Linked DNA regions of Oryza sativa: region 2 is linked to region 1. The links are chromatin contacts, called in public HiCAR-type maps. All regions are on one chromosome and are shown on one strand. Each heading gives the region's core, a stretch centred on a gene start, on an enhancer-like site or on the middle of the called end of the contact. The rest is flanking DNA. Distances are from core to core; before and after follow the strand shown. Region 1 holds the start of LOC4346400 (protein DCL homolog, chloroplastic). Region 2 holds the start of KIN4A (kinesin-like protein KIN-4A).

Region 1 (6,112 bases), core at 1,777-4,276:
GCTGTATTTGTAATCTTTTCTATTTTTGTAAGACGTGGATCTGTATGTCAACAATTGTCGTTTGTGTACCCTGGCTGGTTCTGGACAAGGATTTAATGCATATTCAGCTTAGAAATTCTGGTTCGTGAATTTCTGGGCGTGACAACCAGCCACCACCTCCACGCCGGCAAGCCTCATGCTGCTGCACCGGCACCTCAGTCGTGCCTCCACGCACTGCGCCCGGCTCCGCCGCCACCGGCCGCGCCTCACCGGCCTCCGCCGACGCCAGCCGCTCCTCCGTGCGCGCGCTGCCTCCGCTGTTGTCGCCGCGATTCTCCCGGCCGTGTCTCACCGGCCCCAGCGGCGTCTCCTTTCGTCGCCGCTGTTGCCCACAGCCGCGCCAGCCTCCTGCCAGGCTGCTAGCCGCACCAACCTCCTGTTGCTTGCCACCGCTAGGCAACTCCATGGTCGCGCCTGTCTCCAGCTGCCTGCCACTGCTCGGTCACTCCACGGCCGTGCCTGCATCCAATCCCTGCCACCACTCGGCGACTCCACGGCCACGTCTGCCTCCTCTCGACGACAGGGCTTCTGCCATCACCGTTGCTGCCGGTGGCCTGTTCACGCTGCCCCGTGCCTCCGCCGGCCACCATCTTTGCAAGCTTGACCATTGTCGGAGCCGACCGGTCCCACTCTAGCTAGGGGACCAGCTCCCGCCCCAGCAAGGCTGGGACGTCGCTCCTCCTCTGGCCGCCGTCGGGGTCACCGGGACCCGATCTGGCTGGCGGGAGGCCAGATCCATCGTCGAGGGAAGCAGATCCGCATCCGGCATGGCCGGATCCATCGTGCCGACCATCCGGCCGTCACCTCCTGCGACCCGCCGCCGCCGAGAAGCCCCCAGTGTCTCCCGCCGCTGGGCATCCTCGTGGGAGAGCTTGCGCCCCGCTGCCGTCGTCCTTGCAGCCGTCCGGTTTTGCCGACAAGCTGCTCGGGCGGCAGCGAGGCAAAGGGGAGGAGGAGGGAGGGGGCGGCGGTGGAGGATTTTTGCCGTCCGGGTTGCCCCTGGGACAGGTGCGACGCGGACAGGCCCGAGTGTAAAAAAAGTGGTTAGAATCTCATTCATATACACACACGTTCCATGTGATTCGATCGATACCCTATAATACTGTAAGATGAAATGCTACAGCGGTATCCGTGCGCTTGTGGATTTATCTGTGACCGTAACAAGTACCAACACTTAGTTCGCAAAAGAATTCATATATAGCCTTAGGATTGTGAAGATGGTTGCTCCAGACAAAATCCCTCGTGTTGTTGTTAGGCTAACCGGAGCCGCCATAGTAATGCTCATCGTATGTGTCTCGGGTTCCAACGGGCTGCAATATACTCCATAAAGCTTTCAAAGTTTTCATGTACAAAAGAGTTTTCATCCATACCCTGCAAAGACAAAAAAGAGAAACTACATGCCTTCCTTGGTGTTGAACGCCTTGAAATCTTGGAGAAGAGGGTCCAAAGGGTGGCTGGTTCACTGGAGGACCAAAAGGGTTGAAGTTTTGCTGATAATTTAGTGATGTGAAGATAAACTGAGATTAAGGTGTATGAGGTGAGAGAGACATGGTAACTACTCTCGAAGTTTGTTTGGGGATAGATTAGTGAAACTTGAGATTTTTCTAGGAGAGGGATCCACTGGAACTAGTTGTGTTCTAGCAAATTGATGAATGGAGCTACCTGTGCAACGGTTACTAACTTTTTTTGTTTAATATTTATGAATAATGTCACAGTCGATCTATGATTTTTTATTGTCTTCTTGTCTACCCATAGTGGTATGGATAGCTTTTGCTTTTTTTTTTTGCTATTTTTTTTCTATGGAGTAGTTCCACGATATTGCTAGAGGGCTGAATGAAATATTATATTGGTCATGAACTAGTTTTACAGTACATTACGTTTTACAGTACATCACGAATGTCCTTAATGCATGCAGGTAATCAAATACGTTCCGCATATACTATACCAACACATACAAAATGAGACATCGATTTCAATTTTGAAGACTGCATAGTCTGCATAGTGTATAGTTTTGTTTTAAATCTTTTATTAGTACTAGAATGCTGATGCATTGAATATTGGGGTATTTCTAAGTAGGTAGGTATAGAATTAAATTAATTTACAAGTAAAGTAAGTGTGAGAAATAAAATTGTATGGTTGGATTTAATTTTTGTTAAATTATCTATGATTAATTATACTCTCTGAAAATTTCTCAGAATTTTTAGATGTAAATTGTTAATTTTAATAATACAAACACCATTTAAGTATTTATTTAAATAAAAATCTAAATCAAAACGCTCATTTCTTTTTGGGCCATTTTCAGCCAATTTTCTTCCTCAGCCCACAGCCCAAGCTAGCCCACTTTCCCCCATTATGCTCTCCTCCGCCTCAGCCCGCAAGCGCACGTTCGGCCCAGCAAGCAACCGATGCCTCCTCCTGCTCTTCCTCTCATTGTCACGTGGATCCATTGCTACAGTGTCATCTCTAACCTCCGTTCGGACTCCCTCGGGTGCCCGACGTAGCCAGAAACTGTCTCCTCTGTGAAATCCGGCCGTATCCTTGAGATAATCCAAAATTAATTAAAGGTTTCTATCCTTATCTCCTCCTCTTTCCGTTTTCCCATGAATAGGAGCAAATTCGCTTCATATCGAGCTTGGAATTGGGCTCTATCCTAACCCTACGTTTTAGTCCATTTCGCTTGGAAAAAAATTGCGTAGCGGATGATGACAACGACGGATATATCATCCCGGAAATCTTACATATTTTTTAGTTATTAGTAGTTATTAGGTATAGGTATAGATAAAACGAAGGGGGGAAATAAAAAGATAAGAAGAAGAGAAGCATAAAGAAAGGGAAAAGTGCCTAAAATTGGGCCCAAATCCTAGGAAGCAAGCCCATAAGCCCAATTGGCCCAGCCCAACCAAACGAAAACCCTCTTGGGTGATGCTTGTGTTGGGCCGGCGGCTGGAGCCCCCAACCAAAACCCCAACCAAGCAGGAGCAGAAGCACAAGCAGAAGCAGCTCCTAAATTCATGGCGTTGGCCGCCGTCCTCTCCCGAGCCGCCGCGCGCCTCCTCCGCCCTCCCCTACCCCTCCGCACCCGCCATCTCTGCGCCCTCCCCTCCTCCTCCTCCCCCGCTCCGTCTGAGGCGGAGATCCTCGCCGAAATCGATCCCATCGTCGACCTCGTCAAGGACATCCTCCACTCCGCCAGGTGCGTCACTTTCTTCTTGCTTTTCTCTTGTATCATTTCGTACAATCCGATAGATGGGAAACCCGTAGCAATTAATTAACAACATCGATCGAGTAATGTAATTTGTAGACTACGTCACGTACCCTCAATGACATTAGGATTTCTATTTCTAGGTTTTCGCGTCATTTGGGGATTTAGCTTTTCTAAAAACATAGTACAAGAAACATACATGTAGTACAAACTTAGTACAGCGCTGCGAGTTTAAGTTTATTGATGGTGGATGCGAGGTTTACTACAGCACTTGGTAAACACATTTGTTGAGAACCAGAAACCTCATGAAAAATAATTTCTCACTACTAATATCCAACAGGACTCCTCATCATATACCATAAACATCTCGTGTATTTCTTTAAGAAAATAATTTTCTTCAGGGTTAGGTTGGCTGCCGAGATCCAAAAGTGTCCTTGGACACACGTCACGGCAATGCAGCTGGATGTGCACAAGGCTTTGCCAGCCGGCTGAACGTTGAGCCCATGAGCGTGATGCCTAGGAGGCAGTCGAGTATGAGTGCTTAGCAATGAATTAGGAGATAATTACAAACCACTTGTGACTTGTGACTCATATTTGTTAGCATCTTTGGTTTGCTACTATTTGAGTTTCCATTCTAGAATGGCTGCTGTCAAGAACTTTCAGTAGGCTTAAGCAAGAAATACTCAAAAAAAAAACTATTCAAGAACATAGCATCTACTCTTCTGGACCTTGTTTGTGGGTGACACTGACACCATGGCTCCATCCAAGCACAGGCTCTCTGTTCTGCATCCTCCTGTTTCAGTCAACTACATTCTGTGTTCCCTGCTCTCATCTAGTTCAGGTTGTGATAATCTGCTTGTTACCGATGTATGTGGAGCAAAAGACCCTTGAAATTTCTGTAAAAATTACTGCAAACTTCTATAAAACTCTTCAAAAATATAAATATTCTGTCTGAGCAACTAGAATTTCTAATAGGACCAGGAAACTCTGCTGAAGATTAATCCTTTGCTGCAGCTGAATCTGGTCTGATTACCTAGGATGGATTTATACACGCTAGTACTGCTTAATCCATACCAAACATCAGCTTAAATCATACCATTAGATGGATGAGCATACCCCTTAATACATTCACACTGCTGCGCCAGTTTTGATCGACCAGAATGCAAGTCACTGAAATTATGCGCGAGATCTTATCTAGTTATATGGTATGGCTTAAAATTTGGCACCATATAATGACAAGTTGATGCATTCTAATTGTAAAGATTTGCAAGGACTTATTGTTGTATGCTTGTCATCAAATCTACCTGCTTTCTGACATTCTGTTATAACAGATATGGAGATGGTGCATTTCTAAGTCCAGACGATCAAAAGGCTGTAGTAGAAAAGGTTCTTGTTCACCACCCCACTTCTGAAGATAAGATTGGCTGTGGGGTTGATGCTATTATGGTGAGTCAGTGTGATTTCTACCTTCTATTTACCAGAAAAGGCATGTCAAGCATAGCTAATTTTTTCTCATTCTGTTATCCTGTCAAAGCACATAATTTTCATCTTTAAATGAGGCCTGCATGAGTGATTTTTTTCATGAATTTATTTTTTAAAAAGTTTGTGATGCTAAATAAACTACCTTAGTGATCAATACTCCCTTCGTCCCAAAATGTAGTAAGTTTTAGAGTTCAAATTTTGTCCCAAATGTACAGACCTAGGACATGTAAAAGGTAAACTTTTGCCACTAAACTATCCATACTACTCCTCTTGGCTTTGTTATAGTCCCTAGACATCACCCATCCTGAGAAGGCAAACAAGTATTTCTGTCCCTCTCCTCAATACCTGTGCCATCCCCTAAAAGTTGCTATTTGAGTAGGAGGAAGTAGAGATAGGATCTTAATGAGTGTAGTAATAAACTTTATGACCTCAACCATCAGCATGTTTTGTTATTAGTAACTTCTCTATCTGAGATGAATTTCTAAATAGGCTCATCTTGTCCACTGTATGTCTATGGGTTATACTGTTACAGTATCAAAGTTTGCATACTTTGAGGCATTATAGTAGTCCTGCTGCTGATGCGTGCAACATGCATCATGCTTTCAGCATTCTTATATATCACCATTCACCAGGTACAGGAAAAGCCATCTATCATAAATTGCTGTGCCACAGAAGCCATGAGTTTAAGTTCTTAGTTAGGCTGTCAAACAGATAACAAAACTACCTTTTGAAGCCTGAATATACACCTTTCTACTTCCTCCGTTTCAGAATGTAAGGTGTCCTAAGTCAAACTTCTTCATGTTTGATGACAGAGTTCATAGAAAAATGTAGCAACATTTTTAACACCAAGCAAATACTCCCTCCTTCCAAAAATGTTAGGCTTATTTCATATTTTAGTTTTTCTAAATACGTTAGTCATATTTGTAGTCTCCATGTATCTAAGATTTAAATAAAGAGATAAATTAAATGTTTGATCGAATCCTAGGAGCCATCTTAATACTCATTGGTGCATGCATGCATACACTTCTTGATCTTTGTTACACAAGAATACAACATGAGTTAATTTCTCCTTGGTCTTGGTGACAAAAGTAATATGTCTAACTCCTTTGGATGGAGGGAGCATATTATAAAAAAAAACTCAATGGTGCATTTAATGAAATTAATTTGGTGTTGTAAATGAAGCTATGTATTCTATAAACTTGGTTAAATTGGAAGTAGTTTGACTTAGGACAAACCGAGAACACCTTACATTCTGAAACAGAAGGAGTAGCATTTTGTGCTTGTTTTTACATAAAAGTTTTTATGCTCTCTGATAGAATTCTGATCACTGACCCTCACTTTTCCTTAATCCTCAATAAATAACCCCGCATTTAGAGCCTGACAACCCCA
Region 2 (6,112 bases), core at 1,024-3,523, 150 kb before region 1:
GTAGGTCTTCCCTGACCCAGTCTGTAAAAAGGAAGAGATGAAACAACCACCAAATCAATCAGCATTTTTCCAATCTCTTCTCTTCTTTTCCTTTTTTTGTTCACAGAGGATGTGAAAAAACAAGAAAATGATCTAGCATCATGAGGCAGAAACAGCTGGAGAAGAAAAGCAACTAATAAGCAAGTGTGAAAAGAAAAGGAAAAGAAAAGAAAAGGGGATTAGCAGGCAGCAGCAGGAGGAGCAGGAGCAGGAGCACATGATGTGGTGCTGGCTTTTGCATCTTCCCCAACATGGTGGTCCATGGTGGCACATGGGGATGGAGATGGAAGCATATGATTGGATGGCAATGGCAATGGCGGACCTGGCCGTATGCGAGCACGGTGGCGTTGTAGCCCTGGAAGAGGCCGTCGACGAGCGGCGCCACGCACTCCTCGAACATGGCCGCCGACGGCGTGCCGGAGCTGCCGTACACATGGTCGAAGGTGAAGGAATGGCTCCCGATCTGAACCTGCAACAACAAAACCCATCAGCAACAACAAAACAAAGAAAGATATGCCCTTTTTTTTCACCCCCATCATCACCACCGCCACCACCGGTAAAAAGATTGATTTGGGAGAATGAAAGAAAGTAACTTTTCATCATCTCCCAAAGAAATGAAATTGGTGGGGAACCCAAGAAAGATCAACAAACAACAGTCTTATGGAGAGCAAACCATCTTACCAAAAGAATATGATACCTAAGCCAGATCTCATCATTCGAGTTTGTGTAATGGAGGATTAGATTAATTAAGGAACCTAATTAATCTTGCTGCGTTTTGTCTGAGAAAATGACTTAATAAATCTTGATGGAAGAAAGAAAAGGAAGGGAAGGGAAGAATCCAACAAGGATGAGTGTTGGATGGACAAAACTGGAGAAAGAAAACCTGGGTGATAATTGCGTGATGCTGACAGAATTCCAGCCCCAGATAAAAGAAAGGGTATAGCATTAGCGTCATCAACATTGGACGCAACTTCACACCAAAAAATGAGGAACATTTGGCGCTGCCGACAGTGAAAAAAATATATACAATTTTATTCTGAAGAAGAAAAAAGGAGAAGGAAGACTCTAGAGCCTCATTTAATGATGATCAAAAGGAAAAGAAAACAAAACTAAGAGAAAGGGAAAGCGAACAGATGGGCATCTCTATCATTTCATAGGGAGCTAAAACAAGGAAGCAAGCTAGATTCTCCATGAATTTTGACAAGTTTTTTTTTCTGAATTAGAGGACCAAAATTGGGGGAAACAACAAGTCCTCTTCTGAGCTCCTCTGTTCTTGTACTCAACAGAGAAAAACAGAGTCAGAGATTTTTCTTTCTTGACTTGGACAAAATATGTCTCCAATCTCTGAATTTAATTAAAAATTTCAGGTAATCTTAAAAGAACAATGCAGAGAACTTATCATATTGTTTGGATTTTCCCAGGAAATCACGTCCCCCCCAAAAAAAATAAAATAAAAGAGAAATCCAGAAACAATTGACAGGATGAGAGTCAATCTAGTCTCTCTGAATTGGGACGTATAAACAAGAAAAAAGAAGCCAAATGAGTGAGTGATAAAAAGAGAAGAGAAGGAATACCTGCGGCTTGCCGGAGACGACGGAGACGCAGTCCTTACAGCCCTGAAGCTTCTCGTCGCCGATGAGCGGGCGGACATGGACGGCCACCTTGACGCAGCAATCCTCGCCGTGCTCCATCGTCATCTTCGCCACCGACCATACAACAGCCGATGCAGCACAGAATGCGAGGCGGAGCCAATAAGGAGGATTCTGATGAAGATGAGTGAAGCAAGGATTAAAGAGGAGCCCTCTTCCTCCTCCTCCTCCTGCTGCTGCTACTGCTACTGATGCTGCCACTTCATCATGGTTTCTTGGGTTGTACTGCAATCTCGCCGTGCAGTTGCAGTTGCAGGTGGAGTTGGGATTCAGACGGATGGATGGAGATTTTGGTGAGGTGCGGTGAAGAAACTTCTCTCACCCGCAATTCTGTAACAACTTCCACCACCACCAACACACTTGTTGAATCCTCCTCGATCTAACAGCAACAGCACCAGCACCAGCAGTTGCAGCTACAAATGCTGCTCTTGATCTTTGGATCTTGCTGGCTTCTTGGGCTCTTCTTAGGAGGAGGATGGAGCGAAGGATCCGGAGATGTTTGGTGGTGGGTGGAGAAATGGAAATGGAGGAGAAGAAGAGGAAGAAGAAGAAGGAAGAGGAGGAAGAAGAGTGTGTAGGTGGGGTGTGTCTTAGTTAATCTCCTTGTCCCTTTTCTTTCTTTCTTTCTTTCTTTCTTTTTCTGCTTTTGGTGAGTGAGTGGAGTGCTTACTGCTTATACTGCTGCATTTCTTACCTTACCACCACTGCCCCTGCAACAAGGACATGGCATCTTCTTGGTTGTTAGCTACTCCTACTACTAGAGTAGCAGCATTCCCCCCCCCCCCCCTCTCTCTCTCTCTCTCTCTCTCTCTCACTCATGTTCTTTCTTTCACCTCCCATTAACTAACTAGTCCCTGCGACAGTATGTGTGCACCTGGTAAATCCTAATCACCTGATTAAAAGTGGGTTTACTACTACCAAATTATGGATAGGTACATATTGAACTCTTGGTTGGGATTTTGAGTTTTCAAGGGGAAAAAAGTCTGAAGGTAAATGCAGTGACAATATCCATGCTCATCAAGGCAATTCTAATCACCTGATTAAAGGTGGGGTTTAATACCAGATTATGGATAAGTACAAATCAATCTCTTGGTTGGAATTTTGAGTTTTCAAATAACAAATAATCTGCTGCTACTAAATGCAGCATGATAAAATCGCTGCTAAAATATCTCTCCTTTCATCCAAAGCCTTTATTGCAGCTTTACAAAAAATTTCAAGGCTGTTCAATGTAGTTAACAGAGATTTTTCCTCTTTTTCCCTTTAACATCGCTTTTTAAGTATTTTCCTTGATAAGGTGAAAGTGAAGGGTAAATTGCACTAGTGTACTAGTGCTAGAATCGCTAGAACAACTACAGTTAGAGTTAGGCTCAGCAGCATCTGATGATTCATTCACTGGGAGTGGATTGATTATTTTTTTCTATTTAGCTTACTGTTCATTTTCTTGGGTTCAGGGCCAGCCAGGAAACTGAACTGACTGCTACTGAAAGAAAGATGGACAAACACAAGATAAAACTAGGGGAAAATTAATAGGAGAAGACAAGCTACTACTATTACTAGTGCCACATTGTGTCAATTTTATACTAGTATAAGAATAATCACACTGTGTAGCAACAACAACAACAACATGGAGTAAAAACAATTAGCACTACCTGACAATTAATACTCTCAACAGCGTGTCAAGATCATTGCTCACATGTGTTTCCAATAGGAAAAAAGAAATCCGTTGAACATCTCTTACCAAAAATCTGTTGTCGACAACTGACTGAAATACAGTACTAGTACTGATACTCAAGTATACTTTCGGTAGTTCCAAAATTGCGAGTCATCATGTGTTTGCCTACCTTGTCAAATGTCACAGAATTAAACATGGATCCACAGACCAAATTAATGAGTTCTTTCTTTTTATTGACTGAGGGTGCGTTCTAGCCTGAGTTTGGCTTTTCCAACTTCCTCGTTTACCTTAAACGGTGTTTTTTTAAAAAAAAAGTTATATAGAAATTTATTTAAAAAACAAATAAAATCATTTTTCATATTTTTAATACTTAATACTAAATTAATCTTTTGCATGTTGACAATTTCTTTAGCAGAAAAGCTGAGTCAAATGGAGAATCGTCCTATGGCATGAAAATTTTTTTTTTCACGCATTCGCTCACCTCGCCCCACAACATAACTGAAGTAAAGAAGAGAAATTGCTGTGACCACTGTAGTTGGAAAGCATGGAGTGACTGAAGATGGTCACTCATGGCCATTCATGAGGGATGTGTAAAATTTTGGTTGCAAGATGGGGGATAGACATTGGATCCGGACCACTATTGTTGACCCAAAATGAAGTAACCAGCTTCAATGCAATGCAAAGAAGACCCCAATTAACATGCAGACGTCATAGGGCAGCTGAAACAATAACTTGGAAGCTAAGGTGTCAATTCGGTTGTCTATTGGCATATGGGGGATGTCAGTGGATGCGTACATATGGGGAGGTTAAAAAGATTTGGTCCAGAATTACATGGCTAGTGAGCTGATGTTAACTCGTTACCTCCACTAACAGTGACTTAATGCATTGTTTATGCAAAGCTGGTGATGCCCCTCTCACAAACCCATTATCATATTGTTTGTGAAAAGAGCTTTCTTTCTTGTCAACAAATGGATGGTAGTTAGCCAATCTCATGTGGCTTCAAGAGCAATTTATTTTCTTTCTTTCTCTGCATTCTTATTTTATTTTCTTGTTTACACATCTTCTTCTTTTTTCCCTTTTTGCTGCTAAATTATTCAAGGGCAGAATTGTTGGTGAGATCTTGCAGTAAGGGCTAATTAACTATTGCTGACCTCACTGTTTCTTTCACCTTTTTCCCCCTTGCTACTTTGCACTTTTTTACATAAAATTTTTAATGAACCTAGTCACAACCATTACTTGGCATATGAATGTGGCTTGGGGACCACAGGTTTGTGCATTTATCAATTGTCCAACTAGGCACATGTGGACACAGGAAATTTCTCGGATCATAATTTCATAAGGTTATATGTAGTCTATGGTTTACATGTTACACGACCCACTTTTTCTGCTCAACTTAATTTATATATTCCTATAATATATATTTCTCTTTTGGGTGTTGGTTTTTTCTGCCAATATAATGCATCACATTAGTTTTGGTGGAACCCGTTTTCTTTCTTAGACGATACCAATACGAAAAACATATATACTTTCTCAAAGCTAGTCCACACACAAATTTACACACAGAATGCAACTATCGAATTAACAAAGTATTTTTAGTGTACCCAGTTTTATTATTTTAATATATATACTAATATAAAAAAGTCTCACTCTCTTCTCTAAGTTCACTCACCAATTTACACACAAAACACTATGTTCTGTCCTATTGAATACATCCAACGGCCACATTTCTTCTCATGTCCTGCATTTCAAGTATTGATAACCATTATTACATCACTTCAATGTAATCTATTCCATCTTCTAATGAAAAGAGTAAATTAGAGTCATCAAATTGAAATCAAAACAAAAATTAGGTATTCCTCTCCTAGCCATCGCCATCACCTCTAAGCTCCTTATACAACTCATTGTTTTGCATGGCTACATACAGTTCCTTGGTTGTGTATTACAAAATGTTATTTTTTTTAATTCTAAGCCCCCTTCAGGGTGGAGGATAAGCAAAAGATTTTTGGAGGATTTTTTTCCATAAAGACCTCTTTGGTTCATAGAAAAAGATTAAAAAAAATCATAAGATTGCCCTCCTACGTACTGTCCAATTCCATAGGAAAATATGGGAATTTTTCCTATTTTAAAAACCTTTTAAATTTTAAATTTTAAAAATAAAATCTTCTGAAACTTATTTCTAAAATTTGAACCTTTTTTGTCATGTCACCCCGCTTGCGAAACAACACTACCACACCATCTACAATGGGCGTGGCAGCTTTGTTTTACCATGCCATCCAGCTAGAGTGGTAAAATAACATTGCCACGCAAGCCAGAGCGGCGTGGCCAAATAACAATGCTACTGTCAGCCAGGCTGTCATAGCAGCATTGTTTTTCCACATCAGTTTGACTAGCGTGGCCAAAAGGTTCAGATTTAAAAATAAGTTTAGGGAGAGTTTATCTTTAAAATAAAAAAAAGGTTAAAATTAAAAATGAAAATATGCAAGAGGTTGGATCTCCTTAAAACTTTCTTTTGGTTCAATTTCAGGTGATTTTGATTTCTATATGATTGAAAAAAAACACGCCACTTTGATTATGTGCTTTTCATGTTCGTGTGTTTTTCCTATCATATGCTCCAAAGAGGGCCTAAACCTTAATTACGCTATGATTGTAGTACTCCTAAGCCATTCTTTGTACTACCATGAATCATTTTATTTACTCAGTTCTAAATTCTAATACATACTAACATATGTCCAACTGTGCATTAGTTACATGT

Evidence for each region. HiCAR-type assays count read pairs that join an accessible place to other places.
Region 2: a contact with region 1 is called in a HiCAR-type map of leaf, with 2.9 times the contacts expected there. The contact joins the promoter of KIN4A here to the promoter of LOC4346400 in region 1. A contact is called at or near these places in 2 of 15 Hi-C or Micro-C datasets (leaf and panicle) and 1 of 4 datasets of contacts at active chromatin or transcription factors (leaf).

The regions. Positions count from the first base shown.
Region 1 is chr9:5,029,143-5,035,254 of ASM3414082v1, reverse strand. LOC4346400 (protein DCL homolog, chloroplastic) reads left to right here and starts at 3,026. Exons shown (of 3, transcript XM_015755402.3): 1 at 3,026-3,232; 2 at 4,573-4,687. The coding sequence starts at 3,051.
Region 2 is chr9:5,174,201-5,180,312 of ASM3414082v1, reverse strand. It overlaps KIN4A (kinesin-like protein KIN-4A), which reads right to left and starts at 2,273. Exons shown (of 25, transcript NR_175402.1): 1 at 1,614-2,273; 2 at 362-508; 3 at 1-21.